Linked DNA regions of Sus scrofa: region 1 is linked to region 2. The links are chromatin contacts, called in public Hi-C maps. All regions are on one chromosome and are shown on one strand. The core of a region is the stretch at or near the end of the contact, and the rest is flanking DNA. Distances in the headings are between cores, read along the strand shown.

What was found. Hi-C and Micro-C count contacts between places; a contact is called where the count stands out from the background.
Region 1: a Hi-C map of mesenteric adipose tissue shows a contact between it and region 2, with 2.4 times the contacts expected there. The contact joins two enhancer-like sites. A contact is called at or near these places in 1 of 5 promoter capture datasets (liver) and 17 of 47 Hi-C or Micro-C datasets (adipose tissue, alveolar macrophages, embryonic fibroblasts and 9 more).

The regions. Positions count from the first base shown.
Region 1 is chr1:215,434,343-215,437,042 of Sscrofa11.1, forward strand. The region is part of intron 4 of KDM4C (lysine-specific demethylase 4C); the gene reads right to left. Among named protein-coding and RNA genes, the nearest start is that of KDM4C, 72 kb to the right of the region's middle. Within about 2 kb of position 1,364, at least 6 of the 83 cell types and tissues checked have an H3K27ac peak or open chromatin away from gene starts, as enhancers often do. A contact at or near this core is called in mesenteric adipose tissue and omental adipose tissue, where this site is marked.
Region 2 is chr1:215,314,101-215,316,800 of Sscrofa11.1, forward strand. The region is part of intron 8 of KDM4C (lysine-specific demethylase 4C); the gene reads right to left. Among named protein-coding and RNA genes, the nearest start is that of KDM4C, 190 kb to the right of the region's middle. Within about 2 kb of position 1,446, at least 7 of the 83 cell types and tissues checked have an H3K27ac peak or open chromatin away from gene starts, as enhancers often do. A contact at or near this core is called in mesenteric adipose tissue and omental adipose tissue, where this site is marked.

The DNA.
Region 1 (2,700 bases), core at 114-2,613, 120 kb after region 2:
TCAGAGCTGTAGCCACCGGCCTACACCATAGCCATGCCAGATCCCAGCCATGTCTGCGACCTATACCACAGCTCACAGCAACACCAGATCCTTAACCCACTGAGCGAGGCCAGGGATTGAACCTGCATCATGATACTAGTTGGGCTTGTTAACCGCTGAGCCATGACAGGAGTCCCGACAACAGAATCATTTAAATCTTTCTACTCTACCTATAAATTCCCTCCTTAAAAATAAACCTGCTTCCATGCCTTTAAAAAGTCATAGTAAAGACGACATCTAAATGATCTTCATCTTTGTTTTTAAAAAGGGGGGACAAGTAGGGCCAAAGTAGGAAGGGCTCCAAGTACACATGCTCTATTCAAGTTCTTCTGTAAACCGCAGGCAAGGTCAGCTGCAATGGGAACAGAAGAAGCTTTGGCTTCTGAAGATACTAAGCATCCACTGAAGACCCTGGCAGATACTGATCCGAAAGAAAGGAAGAAGTCCAGAGCACACAATGTAATTCAAAGTTCTAACTACCCTTCCTGGTGACAATCTACAATAGTAGAAAGTGATGAGATGAATTGGGAGCTTGGGGTTAACAGATGCAAACTATTGCTTTTGGAATGGATTAGCAATGAGATCCTGCTGTGTAGCACTGAGAACTATGTCTAGTCACTTACGATGGAGCATGATAATGGGAGAAAAAAGAATGTATACATGTATGCGTAACTGGGTCACCATGCTGTACAGCAGGAAAAAAAAAATCACATTGAGGAAACAACAAAAAAATTAAAAATAAATAAATAAAAAAGAAAGTGAATAGAGAAAGGCATTTCCCACCTTTGCTATAAGTAGGTGTCATCTTAGATAAATCCTAACATTTTGGTCTCAGGCTCCTCTTTCATAAATGTGTTGGCTACATCATAATCTCCAAGACTCTTTCCTAGGTGAAATCATCAATGATTTGATGATCATCACCCAAATCCAACACTAAAGCTTTTCACCTCTGAGTCTTCCATTCCTTCCCCTTCAGTAATTCCCACTGCTGTTCCGCTCTGGTTCCCCCCATGGATATCTGCCCCTCTGGGAATACGGATGATCCAGAACACTTTGCGCATCCTCACTCACCACTATGACTCACATGGTTGATGCCCAGTGATGTCTTGAATTCTCACCACAATCTCAGGGATTGTGCCAGTCCCCAAGAAACATAACCTCTTTCCATGCCTATGGTACAGTATTCACACCACCTATAGGGCTCCTAGTCCGTCTGTATGTGTTATTTATTCCTTGGGGAAAACCTTCATAACTCCCCATCCACCCTCCACTGGCAAACACCTAATGCTTCTCATACCGTCGCAAACGACTCAGCATGTGACTCATATGTGCTTGTTTATCAATTTAGCATTTCTAAAGAGCGATCTTCCCCACAGGGATCCCACCTACCCTCTCATGTGCAAGACTGCTGCTCAGGAGCAACAGCCATGTACTCTGAGGTCAGCCTGCATCTGGGCTTAACTCTCTTCTATCAACAATACCCTAGCAATACCCCTCTGGAAACATAGCTTCCAGAACTAAAGGAACATTCTAGATGCAATGTGACCAGTGACTAACAACTACCATCACCTCCCCTGTCTGGATGGTATGACTTGAGATTACGCAGCCTAAACCTTCATTCACTAAAGATCACATAAAATGCTGGCAGGTAATGGGTTTTGACTTTCAGATTTTATTTCACAGAATTAAAATCTGAAAGTCACAATCCCAGGCCAATAGTTCTCTTAGCAGTAAAACTTGTCTAGAATATTTCACCTTGAATGTGAAAATTACACATAAAGTTATTCAAATTATTTATTTCAGGATAAATGATATCCTGACATGATAAAAACACAAAAAAGAAAGAAACTTTCCTGATGACTCAGTTTTACCTCATTTGGAAAACCACAGCCTTAGATAAATTTGTTGTCCAAGAGCACCATCTTGTGGATGAAGGTATTTAAGCTATCTCATTCTAGGAAGAGGAAAAAATGTTATCTATAACATTAGATGTCATTGAGACATCTTGGTATGAAAAGATTCCTATGCTTCAGCCAACAGATTTCTTAAAGGGGTTCCTGAAAAATTCTAATATAAAAGAAATATAGAACTCATAAAAATTCATTATCAAAGAATTCAGTTGACCTTCCTGAAGAAATGTTACTTACAATAGAGCAAACGTTTTTAAGCTGGGAAGAATCACGAAGAGCTGTCAATGCAATCCCTTCCCTTTATAGACACTAAGGCAAAGACAGAGCTTTCCTGAAAGTCGCAGGCAGGGGTTAAAGATATTGTTTATATAAGTAAATAGGTCAACTAGTCTGTTTGGTTTAATACAGCCTTCTATTTCAAGAGGCTGTTAAAAAAAAAAAAAAAAAAAAAGACAAGAAATGAGGCAGTCAGTGTCTGTGTGGCAAAGTGCCACTCTCATGGGTTAGCAATGATCTGGGCACCCCACTGTGCACCGTGGCCCAACCCCACATTGACACCTATGAGACTATCATACCTTCCCTGCCTCCACAGCCTTTAGCGTCCCTTTCCTTCTTGGATTTATCTGCTTTCCCCTGCCCAAGAAAGCCATGCTACCAATAAAAATAAGAGGTAGAACAAATGTTAAATCATCCTGTTAAAACCCAAGAAAACCATCCTATCAATAAAAAATAAGAGATAAAACAAATGTTA
Region 2 (2,700 bases), core at 196-2,695:
ATGATGACTTTAAAATATTCACAAATTTCTGAAGAAAACTTATTTACTTCTCTTAATATTTCTGCTCCAAAAATGTCTATAGCTTTTATTCTGGTTAAAGGAAAACATGTCCAGCGGCTTCAAATTTGGACAATAGAGATAAGCGCAAAAGATTAAATATTTCCTGAAATCCTATCACAGAGATAATCACTGCTTGGCATTTTAGAATATTCTTTTTTTCTCTTTTCTATGTTTCTATGTTTCTATTTTGAGCTTTGCTTCATAATATAAAACATTAGAGTAAAATTGTCAAAAGATGAGTAGATGGCCACTAGATGGTGGCCTTCATTTACAAAAGTACATATTCATAATAAGATCCTCAGGCCTAAAACAAAGAAATAGTAGTTACTTTACAACCCATAAAGAAAGGAGTATCATAACTGAGGTAAAGCACAATAAAGCACACTTTATGCTCAGCTCCTGCCTTCTTGGTACCAGAAGAATACTGACATGCTATGAAGTCAAAACACAATGTAAAAGCAGGAGTCAAAAGAGTCAGTGCCTAACCACCTCAATTACAAAGGTATTAGTGGCATACTGCTGGGAACGTATACTGGCACAGTCGCTATGTAAAACAGGATGGAGGTTCCTCAGAAAACTACCAACAGAATTACCATATGATCTAGTAATCCCATTCCTGGGCATCTCTCTGGACAAAACTATAATTCAAAAAGATATATGCATCCCTAAGTTCAGAACAGCATTATTCACAATATCCAAAACATGGAAACCTAAATGTCCATCAAAAAATGAATGGATACAGAAGATGTGGTACATATATATAACAGAATACAACTCAGGTATAAAAATGAACGAAATAATGCCATCTGAAGGAACATGGATGCAACCAGAGATTCTCATACTAAGCGAAGTAAGTAAAAAAGAGAAGGACAGGGAGTTCCCGTAGTGGCTCAGTGGTTAACAAATCCAACTAGGAACCATGAGGTTGCGGGTTCAGTCCCTGCCCTTGCTCAGTGTGTTAAGGATCCGGCATTGCCGTGAGCTGTAGCGTAGGTTGCAGACATGGCTCGGATCCCGCATTGCTGTGGCTCTGGTGTAGGCCGGTGGCTACAGCTCTGATTCGACCCCTAGCCTGGGAACCTCTATGTGCCACGGGAGCAGCCCAAGAAATGGCAAAAAGACAAAAAAAAGAGAGAAGGACAAATACCATATGATTTCACTTTTATGTGGAATCTAAAATATGACAAAAATGAACATATCTACAAAACAGAAATAGACTCGCAGACATAGAGAACAAACTTGTGGTTGCCAAGTAGGCGAGGGAGGGATAGAGTGGAAGTTTGGAGTTCCTCAGAAAACCACAAACAGGCAAGTAATGAGCGGACTGCGCCAGTGTCCCTAAAATAACTGGGCAGGCACAGGTAGCAGCTGTACCCAAAGAACTTATGTGTCTGATCGGCAGAGGACTTGCTGAGAATGAGGGGGAAATGGAGAGAACCACAGTTTGCAGGAGCCAGCCTCTGCCAGGCTCCAGCCAAACACTGCCTGGGAGGAAAGATCATGGCAGTATTTTCAAATTGTCCCACTTTTTAAGAGATCCCGCAACTCCAGAGTTGTGTGTGTGTATGAAATCTCCTGATATTTAAACATTGGCAATTAATATAATACAAACATTTATAACACACTATGAGCTGTGCATATACACACTTGTAGGCTGGTCATAGCTTCATGAAAGCTAGGTACAGATTCCTGGACTTCCAGGTGAATCTGGTGTGGTTTCAGGCTGAAAATGACCATGGACAGAGTGGACAGCCACCTCTGACTCTGCTGATGTGAGGACAAGTATGAAGATACTAATGATACACACATGATAACAAATAAGTCATTCCATTTTCTCTCTCTTGCTTCTCTTGGCTACAAACATGCTCTGTTCTCACTGATAACACTCAGGGGAAAAACAAAATTAGATTACTGTTCCATGAAACATACTATAGTTTGGTTTTTCATTTTTGTTTCTGTTTTTTTAGTTTCTGTGTTCCACTGTTCCATGAATATGTTCCATTAATAACCTCATAATTAAATTGTTTTATGTAATTTGGGGGCTATTATACATTCACTCTAAAATTACAATGCTTTTGGAAAATAATGCTTTATGATATTAAGCCACAGGAAGCAGAAAAAAGTTATTCCAAAAGATAGCACAAAGACATTTTCACAGACAGAAGCAGAAGCAAAATTAATTTCTATTAAAAAAACAACCTTTTCAAAAAGTCAATTTCCCACAGAAATTGCAAATTTTATCCAACCTATATTTTAGAATAAAATTCATAGAAATACAGTAACCTCATACTTTTTTTTTTTTTTTATTTTGGCCATGGCATGCAGAAGCTTGATCTGAGATCTCAGTTCCCAGACCAGCAAGTGAACCCAGGCTGCAGCAGTGAAAGCACCAAAATCCTAATCACCACACCACCATGGGACTCCCAGTAACTTCATTCTTCATCAGCCATTAGTCTCATCTAAAATAGGAATGCATTTCCTTAACTGCCTATTATACCATTGATCAGAGAAAGAAGAGTAAAATCAATAATCATATCCTCACTAAGTGAGTACTTTTTATTAAGTCTTCTGAATTACCGAGTACTGTTCTCCAAAAGAATGAAAAAGCACTTTTATCCTCACCATATAAAGACAGTTTAT